2 separate regions of the Sus scrofa genome follow, and region 1 is linked to region 2. A link is a contact called in public HiChIP or PLAC-seq data. All regions are on one chromosome and are shown on one strand. Each heading gives the region's core, a stretch centred on a gene start, on an enhancer-like site or on the middle of the called end of the contact. The rest is flanking DNA. Distances are from core to core; before and after follow the strand shown.

The links. HiChIP or PLAC-seq counts read pairs in DNA pulled down with a chosen protein or histone mark.
Region 1: a contact with region 2 is called in an H3K27ac HiChIP or PLAC-seq map of alveolar macrophages. The contact joins two enhancer-like sites. A contact is called at or near these places in 1 of 5 promoter capture datasets (liver) and 1 of 2 datasets of contacts at active chromatin or transcription factors (alveolar macrophages).

The regions. Positions count from the first base shown.
Region 1 is chr2:25,232,210-25,238,171 of Sscrofa11.1, reverse strand. No RefSeq gene overlaps it. Among named protein-coding and RNA genes, the nearest start is that of LDLRAD3, 80 kb to the right of the region's middle. Within about 2 kb of position 4,066, at least 5 of the 83 cell types and tissues checked have an H3K27ac peak or open chromatin away from gene starts, as enhancers often do. A contact at or near this core is called in alveolar macrophages, where this site is marked.
Region 2 is chr2:25,161,473-25,166,734 of Sscrofa11.1, reverse strand. LOC106509375 (a long non-coding RNA gene) reads left to right here. Exons shown (of 3, transcript XR_002341512.1): 2 at 4,011-4,267. Among named protein-coding and RNA genes, the nearest start is that of LDLRAD3, 8.8 kb to the right of the region's middle. Within about 2 kb of position 3,269, at least 15 of the 83 cell types and tissues checked have an H3K27ac peak or open chromatin away from gene starts, as enhancers often do. A contact at or near this core is called in alveolar macrophages, where this site is marked.

The DNA.
Region 1 (5,962 bases), core at 2,817-5,316, 71 kb before region 2:
ATCCTCAGGATTAAAAAGAACCATGAAGGACTCTTAAACTGAATTCAGTGGTATATCAATCAGGATAGACTAGATAATGTTCTGTGATAACAGCAAACCCAAATCCTGGTGCCTTCAACAACAGACTTTTTTTCTTCCCATGCTGCATGTGTATTGGATGTTGGCTATAGCTCTGATCTGTGCCATCTTCCCTCTGTGACCCAAGCAGTGGAAGAGCACCTGTCTGGAATATCTCACCAGTCACTGAGGCAGAGGCATATTCTTAGAAGTGACCATCACTCTTATTCCACTCTAATTTTAATAGCCAAAGAAATTCATATAATCCAAGTTCAGAATGTCAGGGATGTATGATTCTCTCTGCAAGAGGCATTGCAGAGGCATTGCAAGAGGCATTGCACATACACTCTAATACAACTAACATGGAGAGTATAGTATGATTCGCATTTTTATTTTGAAACTATCATATCCATATTGTAGGCTCAACAAATAATTACTTTTATCAATGTCATTATAAAACCTTCAGTATAAAAGACAGAAGACCCAAGTATAAACCCAAATAAGTTAAGATGCTAAAGTCTTACATTTTAATTGGAAATACCCATATAAATTCATAATTTATCTTTCTGAAAAAGAGAAAAACATCCTAGGTGTCCACTTAAAAGGTTTAGAAGCAATGGCCACCTCATACCCATGAATAATACATCTAATGCCCGAACTGTGATCTAAATGTCATTTCCTTCTGAAAGTAATGAGGGTACACCTGACCTAGTTGATGAATCCTAGGTAATCAAATAGTACCAGACCTACTCAATCCTGCTTAGCCTCATTGCTCTGGACCTCAGTCACCTGCCTCACTTCCTGGCCAGAGCATCCCTGGGTAGCTTCCCACTGTTCCATGATTGTAAAGGTAATATCACTGTTGATACTACTACATCCACCAGAGTAGCACTGACTGGCAGAGACCATGATGCCTCTCTGCACTACCTGAATTGGACCCATGGAACTTGTGGCTTCCTCATCCACTGTTTATAGGGGCCCCATAGCATCACCAAGGTGAGTTAGAGGATAACACCATTTAGCACAAATATCAAAGACATGAAGTGAGAAGGAATCACTAGATACATTGCTGGCCTTTCTTTCTTCCTGGTAGATTGTTCAGAAATGCAGCAGTTTCTGATAATGTCCAGTGACACCAAACAACCACCAGTATTTTTTGTTTTTCATTTTGGCAAAGCTCAAGGCAACTCAGTAATTATCCCTTCTTGATTACTCTCCCTCCTTTCTGACTCTTTTTTAAAATGTATCTTGCTTTCCTGGATTTGCTCCCCCCAATACATTGTTAGAGAATAAATGTTTGCACCACATTCTATTTTCTACCAGACTTAGGCTGATAGTTGTTACTAGAAGTGGCTCTTAAGAAACAGAACCTCAGGATGGGATTTTGGTATTGGATTGTCTGCCTGACTGAATTCAGTAAGCCTCCTATTGCTGTTGGTTAGTGGAACCTCTGATAAGTACTGGTATTTCAATTACTAAAGCTGTCATCTGTGGATAGTTGGGGTATTTTTTTTTTTTTTTTTTTTTTTTTTTTTTACTTTTTTGGTTTTTTTGTCTTTTAGGTCCGCACCTGCGGCATACGGAGGTTCCCAGGCTAGGGGCTGAATCAGAGCTGTAGCCGCTGGCCACAGCCAGAGCCACAGCAAAGCGGGATCTGAGCTGCATCTGTGACCTACACCACAGCTCACAGCAACACCAGATCCCTAACCCTCTGAACGAGGCCAAGGATTGAACCTGCGTCCTCATGGATGCTAGTTGGTTTCATTAACCACTGAACCACAACAGGAACTCCTCTGTGGATAGTTTTTATGAGGTAAAATTTTCAGTTATCAAGTGGGTTCTGGACTTGATTAATAAAGGGGTGATAAGCATTATAAAGACTGTGGCAGAGTAACTGCTTTTGAGTGCACTGGGAACTTTCAAAAAGGAAATTAATGAGCCCGGGACAGTTCATTGCCACTTTAAGGCACACAGGGAAAGCCAGAGGGCCTGTTTGGTAGCCTTAACGTTTTCGTCTCCTACCCCTGCAAGTCAGATCATGCTGAAAATCAGATCAAAGATCTGATTATAAAAGTCAGAACTACAAAGGATACTAAATGTGCAGCCAAAATAAATATCTCATGTCATTGCCAGAGCCCTGGTGGAAAAAGATTGGGCTTCTGAGGCTCAGGGAGGGGACGGTGGGTAAACGAGCTTCCGATTCTTGAATCTCAACATTCCTCAGAATTACCCCCTCCCTGTATACCAGAATAATCAGTGACTTTACCTGCAGTAAATGCCTCATGATGGGAAGCTTGGTCTTCTTAAGATCCGCTTCTACTCATTTTACTGTTCCCAGGCTGATAACCAGGGTCAGATCCCAGCACAGCCTGAGTGGGGAATTACAGCCCCCACTCTGGGAGGAAATTGCCTATGCCCCAAATAAATTTTAGGAACTGGCTGAGTTGTACCAACAGGAATCAGGAAACTTATGTGGGAGGGGACCTTTAGGATATTAGACTAGGAGAAGGGGCAGAATATGGGGCTAATGGATGAGTGCACACCCCTGTGACCCACAAATTCTGAAAAGGGCATTTGAAGCCAATCTAGTTACCTAGAATGGGTCCTTGAAACTTGAACACGACAATGGCCTACCATAACAATGTAATAATGTCAGAACTGCTATGGCAGAATATTGAAAAAGCCAAAAAATTTAGGGAAATACTAACAGTGGAATGGACATAGGATGTAAGACCTGAAAACCCATAGCCTGACCTTGTGCTCCTAGAGGACACAGACAGTGGCTCATTCACTAGAGATTTCACTAGTGGGAAGGGAAGTGGCATCTTCGAAGGCTGAGTTGACAATGAGGAATATTGCCACGGAATGAGGCTTTCTGCTATCTTTAGGAATGATGGGATTCTGAAATGGCAAAAAAAAACAAAAAACACGTGGCAGCACCTAAAACCAGGGACAAGAGGCCTGATTACTTTAATGTGCAGAAGGCCAGAGTGGCATTCAGGGCATCTTGACCTGCAGGAATTTGTGGCATTGGCTAGTGGACTTTGGTGTTCATGGTGGTTAGGCAGATGGATAAGAGTATGGCTCAGTTTTTATAGTGAAAAAGTACCGATAGCTGGAGAGCAAAAGGCTAATACCTGTTCCTCATCCAGTTTTGGATCTAAGTCAGCTCACAAATCCTTAGACCAGTGATGGAGGGATTGAACCCTTTTACAGAAGGAGCCTGCAATTGGAGATGGTAATTCTCCAATCTTTCCCCAAACAGACATGTTGCCTTTTGCCATGGTAGTGATACCCTGGGGGGGAAGTCTGTGGGTCCACCCCTTGTTCATTTCTCTGATGATAACTGATGATAACTTTGGCTAGAATACAGAAATGGGATGAATATCTTTAAGAGATCCTTCACATTGGTTCCCTGCCTGATGGGGGAAAAGTCGTTTTTATAGGAAGGGCCATGGAAGCTGTCCTTTGTCCTGGCCAAGGCAGTAAATCAGAAGTAGTATGTCATTTCGAGAGGAATTACAGAAATTAGTGATACTATTGAAGACTTAAAGAATGCAGGGATCGCATCTCTATTCAATTCATTTTTCTAACCTTTGTAAAAACCAGACACATCTTGGAGAATGGTGGTGGAAAATTACTGTGCACTTAACCAGGCAGTAGCACCAATTGCAGCACAGCTGCCGTGCCAGTTGCAATATCTCTGACACTTGATATGTGGCTGTTGATATGGTGAATTATTTTTGCCTTTATTCCTAATAATAGGAAGGTCAAAAACAGTTCTCTCTTATGTGACAAGGAAAGACCTTCTCTATTGCCCTTCTGTTGAGAGATGCATTTGAACAAAAGAGGTAGGTGCTGGGGGTTGGCTGGACCACCTGTTCATGTCATTTACTTGTGCCAAATCCTAAATGTATCACTTTTATCATACAGTGGATGACTGCTATATCCACCCAACCCTATGACTCATTGGCTCTGATAATACTCAGAGCATAAGGAACATTTGTGGTTACATAGTCACTTGGTGTTCCATGGTCAGGCATTTAGTCTTGGGTAGAGCCCAGAAGCAAGGCACGGGCCTTGCTGCAGGACTCTGGAGTCTGCCCTGCATCTCCTACTGAAGTTTGTTTAAAAGCCCACAGCATCACTCTCTGCCACTAGATACTTCTAGTACTCTGGGAGATGCTGGGTCCTATAGTCTAAGTGTTGGGGAAGCCTGCACAAACTGGGGAGCCCGTTTTGTCTCTGAGCCTCACTGGAAACTCTCATCCCTCTGAGTCACCCAGTAGGACTTGGACTTGGCTCTAGAAACATGAAAATAAATGTCAACTCTCATCAAAAATGAGCAGTTGCCACATTACAGCCCCACTTAGAGGTGGCCCCCAGAAGTAGTGGTGGAGGAAATCCTCCCAGTGGGCAGAGTTAATGTGTGGAAGTGCCAGCTCCTTGTCAATAGTGAATGGTTCAGCTTATTGATCAGGGATCTGGAAGGAAAAAGACTACAGTCCGTATACCACCTCCAGTGTCCTAACCCTGCGAGATGTCTCTGATCTGGCCTTCTAGCTGACATTTCACCAGGCCATTCCACCATTTTTTGTCAGGCTGGTCATCCCCGAGTGACAAGGGACATGAGAGACTGGGCATCTTTGGTTTAAACCCAATGTGCCATACCTGCTTGGTAGTAAAATGTGCTCTTTGGTTTGGTTGTAACGTAGTATAGGATTCTCTGGTGATAACTCAGGCATTTTGTCAGCCCTTAGATGGTGGTAGATGGTGGTAGAGACGCCAAATAAAATCAGAAACAAAGAAGTCTGGGGAAGAAGTACATGAATGAGTAGGGAGTAGGCACAAAATATCTAGTTGACATCAGCTAGCCTCTGTCCTTGGCCTCAGACATGCTTGTAGAATGGGCCATGAGTAAATTAGCCACTGTGGCAGGAATGGAGGCCCCTAAATGTGAAGTCCTTTTCTTCCAAGCTGCCCAAGTTTTGATGCTGAAGGCCTAACATACAAGCAGCAGGGGCTCTTCTGAGCCCTTGATATGGCCCAATTCATGGGGAGATGAGCTAGCCTCCTGGTGGCAAGTAGATGATGTCAGACTCCGTCCAATTTGGAAAGTCCTTCTTCCTCACTAGAATCACCACCTACTCAAGTTAAAAGTTTGTTCTACCAACAGTGCCTCCACCACCACCATCATCTGAGAGGTGACAGATGTCTTGATCTATAGGACATATGATATCCCACACTACTTTGTGCTAGGCCAGAGAGAATATTTTACTACAAAGCAAATACAAAACATTAGGCTAAAAACAGTTTTCCATGTCCTTCATCACCTAGGGGTGACCGGCCTGATAAAAATGGTGAAAAGTCCTGGGGAAGTCTCAACTAAAAGGCTAGCTCAGGGACACCTCAACACTAGGTGCAGGACACACACAGCACCAGAGCTGATCGACAGTGCTGCCACGCGTGGGTCCAGACACCAAGGGGTGGAAGCAGCCTGGGCCTTCTCACCCTCAGTCCAAGTAGAGATGCAGAATTTTAGCTTCCTGTTCCTGCCATGTGGATTTTGCTGGGTTAGTGCCTGGGAACCAGACTAGTATCCATGAGAATTCAGGTTTGATGCCTGGGCTCACTCAGTGGGTTAAGGATCTGCCATTACTGTGAGTTGAGGTGTAGGTCGCATGTGTGGCTCAGATCTGACGTGGCTATGGCTGTGGTATAGGCCGGTAGCTGTAGCTCCAATTTGACTCCTAGTCTGGGAACTTCCACATGCCGTGGGGGTGGCCTTAAGAAAAAGACAATAAATAAATAAATAATAGTAGTGGAGGAGTGAGATGCTAAGTGTATATTTTGACTGTTGGACCAGCTATGGCAGTGGGGACTAGAGCTTGGTTTGCTAAACCTC
Region 2 (5,262 bases), core at 2,020-4,519:
AATATGCATCAGAAGGCAGTTAAGAGACATATTGCTGGGCCCCATCCTTAGAGGTCTTACTTAGCAGATCTGGTTGGGATCTGAATATTTGCAAGTCTTACACATCCCAAATGCTGCTGATGCTGCCAGCCTGGGGACCATGCCCTGGAAACCACTGCCCCAGAGCAACGCCTCAGTGAAATACTGGTTACAGTTTATATTTCTCCAAGGGGTATTTTAAACATTTTGATGGCCAAGCTGTCTTTTAAACCAGTGAAATCGAGTCTCCTGGGGTGAGGCTCATGTATTAGCATTTTTAAAGCTCATTAAGTAATTACAAAGTGCAGTTAAAAGTTGAAAACTATTGCCTTAAAATGGAGCCTTAAGATGGAAAGAACATGGGTTCTTAAATCACCACGTCTAGGAAAGCAGTCTGTCAGTGAGAAGTATCCACTTTAACTTATTATATGAAGAAGAAATTAACTTGTATTATGTTAGGCTGCTGAAATTCTGGAGATGACCCGCTATTGTAGCCAGCATTATCCTAACTAAAATGATAATGGTAACTATTAAGAACAAGCTTTCAGAAATTCTCTTTTCACTTCCTGCCTTGTTCTCTTCTGAGGTGAATATCGATCTGATTGGTTCCAAGACACTTTTGGCTCACATTTTCTAAAGGTGATATTTTAACAGAAATCAGGTTGTAGCACATGTACCATAGGTATAGTCTCTTTCTGTCTCTCTTCCTTGTGGCCAGAATGGCAGGGCAGTCCTCCAGTCCCCTCTCCGCACCCCTTCATTTTCTTTCTTCTTGGACACTCATTCATCCTCCCACCTGGAAGCAGATTCAGAATTCTTGACTCAGCCTGACAGGTTCTAAAGTAGCCAAATGAGGCCCAAGATGGAGTCACTCATGCTAAGCCCTGCATCAGCAAACCAAAACTAAGTTCTGAGGATTAGCTCTCCTGGAAAAGGAAGGCCAAGGTCAACCAATCAGGGCTGCTCCAAGACTTCCTTTTGCTCCACATAAGGAAAGTAACCCTGCTTTAACCAGTCAGTAAGTGTCCAGCATAACTTCCCTGTTTCCGCTCACTTTGGTCTATAAAAAAATCCTTTGCCTTGTACAACACTTTGGAGCTCCTTTCCAGCTGCTAAATTGGGTGCTGCCTGATTCCAGAATGGCTGAATAAAGCCAATATGATCTTTAAAATTTACTCAGTTGAATTTTGTCAACACAGGGCTTGGGCAACCACTGGGAAAATATCCTGGACAATGGTGACACAGTGTCCTATTTTCTTTTCTTGGTGTCTATCAAATATCAAAAGTCAAGGGTTCCTTGGTGGCATAGCAGTTAAAGACCCAACATTGTCACTGCTATGGCTTAGGTCTCTGCTGTGGCATGAGTTCGATCCCTGGCCCAAGAACTTCTGCATGCCTTTTCAGGCTGGCTGAAAAAAAAAAAAAGGAAAGAAAGAAACAAACAAACCAAAAATCAAAACTAAACCACAGCAACAATAATAAAAACCTGATGTAACACACATCAACCAGTGCCAGAGAATATGGAACTAGATATCCAAGCTGGTTATATCTGAGAATTGGAATTGAACAATAAGGAGAAAAAAAACATGAGGTCCATCTTTTCTTACTTGAATTTGCCTTAAGGTTTTGGACCCAAGTTCTCTGAAAATAAAGTGCTTCTTACTGCCTGCAGAGGGCACTGCAGAGATATGGGGTTGGTAGGCCACGGCAGGATTCTGGTGATTCTGGGTCCCTGGCCAAATGTCTTCATATACCATCTCTTAGCTAAAAAGATAGTATAATGGAGATGGTAATGTAAGCACTTAAAAGGTGTAGTGACCAAAAAAAAAAAAAAAAAAAAAAGTGACTTTTTGAGGAGTTCAACCCATGTCTGTGTTCACATTAAGGCAGGCCTAGCAATTACTTGAATAATAAATTGGAAATATTATTTCCTGCCTAAAAATAGATTTTCCTCCCCTAAAAAAGTCAGTGTTAGGTGGAAGGGAATGGAAAAGTTAATAGCTCTAAAAACATATTTTGCAGGTTCTGCCTTTTCATGATAAATGTGAAGGGACAAATACCCTCAGGTAAAACTTACTTTCTTGGCTGAAGGGCTGTGATCTGCCCACCCCTGGCCTGGGCAGCTCTTATTCTTGGAGTTTCCTTTCCATGTCCCCTAGTGGAAAATAGACAACTCTTTCCGTTGCAAGCAACAAAATCCAACCCAAGACTGTAGGAGCCGGACAAAATTTACTGAATCATGTAATCCTGTGTCTGGTAACAGGATTTGCTTCAGAAATAAAATGATTCTGGGGCTCCTGCTCTCTCCTCAGGATCCAGCGTCTTGTTCTCTTCCCAGCTCGGCAGTACCGTAGACGCACATTCCTCATAGGTAGGAAGATGGTTGCAGAGTATCCAGTCTTACCCTCTCATCCAAGTCCAGCAAGGAGAGAGTGGCAGCCTCATTGCCTCTCTATCTGGATCTCATCCGCACATGATTATCAGTGAACCACATGGGCAGCCAAGGAAATAGATTGGCTTAGGCCTAAATCACATGCTCTTCTCCCACCGCCTGCGGTCTAAATTTTCTAGAATCACGTGATTGAGAAGGGAAAGGGCTGGTGAAGTTGTCCAAAGGAAGGGGAACGCACTCCGTGTGGCCCCCAAAACCTCGGATGTTTGCCACAGGGTACCCCTAACTTCCCGGGTTATCTCTGGAAAATTCAACAGTTTCCTTTAAGAGGCAGTTCAGCAGGCAAGTGTAATTTCCTACACAGCTTTTCAACTCGTGGCAATAAAAAGGGAAGAAAAAAGGGGAAAGGTGGAGGCAAGTTCCTAAAAAGGGACTAGAACCCACGGGCAGAGATCGCCTGAGAAGAGAATAATAAGACTGCTGGAATGAGGGCTGTGATACCGGATCGGATTGCCATTTCCCTAGACAGAGCAGCCCACGACCGGAACTGGGTACTAAGTGTCAGAGATACCCTCTCTCGCAGGAGCCTCAGGAGGTGGATGCTTCTTCCCCTGGGCGCCGCAGGCCACTTCTCTTTCTCCCGTCTTGACACACATAGATCCTTTTATGATGCTCCATGGAAACCAGAGATGGAATGAATCAAAAGTGATCAGAGGAACCATTGTTCCCCCTTGTAAAATAACTAAACCCTTGTTAATTTGTTGCCGGCCTTACACGTCTCTCGGAGAGATCCCCGTTGCATGGAGGCTGTAAACAGGAAACTCGAAACCCTCAGTTCTCCTTTGTATTACTTATTGTTTGCTGGCAGCTGCAGGGATTCGCAGTCACAGAGCTTGTGCTGGGGAGTTGAATCCTAGCGGGGAGATGAGCAGTATAGATTTCTAAGGCAGAACTCCCAGAGGAGAACTGCATTTCTTCAAAGAGAAAGGAGAAATGTAGTTCAGAAATGAGGAAAGAGGCATTTTTTTTTAATAGGTGACAGATTTGCCAGAATGGTAAAAATAACTGCTAGTTTTACTTATTGTACAATCAGCAGGCGCCCACACTGAGACCAGAAGAAGATATAAAAATCCCTTTATTTCCTATAGAGCGGCTGAAGATGGACTATGGCTATTGAGAATACTGAAGCGTTTGAGTAATAGAAGTAAATTACAAGGCAGAGCAGACTTCAGAACTGTTTCTGCCCATGTCTGAAGGAACCCTTATTACAAAGATGGTGCTCAGTGAGGGTTAAGAGCTAGAATTCTGGTGCCAGACTGTCTGGGTGTGAATCATAGCTCTCACTCTCACTAGTTGTGGGACTTTGGAGAAATCACTTAACCATTCGCTGCCTCAGTTGCCTCATCTGTCACATGGGAATGATAATAGTTTCTACCTCATTGGTTGATGGTAAGTCTTAAATAAGTTATTGTACGTGAAGTACTTAGAACAATGATAGTAAGTGCTTGTATGTATTAGCTGTCATTATCACTAACCACAGAATTAAATGTAGCAATTTAACCTTAATTTATTATTGTATTTTCTATATTTCTTCATCCAGAGTCCAGGGCAACCTCTAGGGCTTCATCCAGGGCAACCTCCACATGGCAGACAAGGGCTGATCCCCACCAGAGGACAATTCCTTATTTAGTCTATATTTACTTGGGAAGCTGGACCACATCAGAGTAGGCGCCTATGCATCTAACCTCACCTCCGTCTAAGAGCCCGGCATCATCATTATCCTCATTTTCTCTACTTGGATCTGCCTCTTACCAGAATGCCTGAGGACTAAATTTTCTCAAAACACTTTCCACAGAGGTATGATCTCAACCTTTAACCCCAGAAGTTTCTTCATGGCTGAGCACAAAGGTCAAATATCAGTATAGTTCTCAAATTCTGAAACTTTTCATCATTGATCTCCAAATATGGGTTATTGCTCCTCCTTCGGGATGTAAATCCTGTGAGACTGGGGACTTGCTGGTGTTTGTTCACTTCTGTACCTCTGTCTGGAACCCGGGAGGCACTGGGTTTGTTCATTGAGGGAATAAATGCATGACTGGATGGAGGCAGCCTTGACTTTTACTTAATCTCGAGCATCAGCCTCACGGTCCAAGTTGGGTTTTTCCCAGTTCCATTTTCTCAGCGGTGACCGGTGCTTTCTGCAGCCTTCTGGGGTCTCCATTCTGTAATTCCCAATAGCAAGCCACCCCTCATCCCCTCATATGCCCAGAAAAACAAATTAAAGTGCAGTCTAAATCTTTTTTTGGGGGGGGGAAGGTTTCCTTTAAATAAAAAACAAAATTAAGCAATATTGCCTGTGAAACAGGCATTTTGCCAAATGAAACATTTCTCACAGTAGGGACCAAATGGATTACTGGATACTTTCAATACAAATCGAGGTGTTATCTTCCAGGTTATTTGATTCTGTGGGGTCTCTGTACCTTTCACTGCCTTGAGCTGCTTTACAGCTTCATAAGTGGTAGCTAATCAGTACCAATGCAAAACATTCTTTTCTGTGGACCTGCCTAAGAGGTTTCTGGTGCTCCTTAACAAACTACGACAAGTTAAACAACTTATAGTAATGTAAATTCATTATCTGGTATTTTCTATGGGTCAGAGATCCGGGCACATGTTAGCTGGGTCTTCTGCCCAGGGTCTCGGCAGACTGATATCCAGGTGCTGACTTGGTCTCATCTGGGGCTTTGGGTTCCTCTTCCAGGGTGTCTGGTGGATGGAAGAATTCATCTTGCGATTATGAGGTTCCTCTTTCTTGCTGGCTCTTGGTTCTCAGATTCCAGAGGCTGCCTGCCATC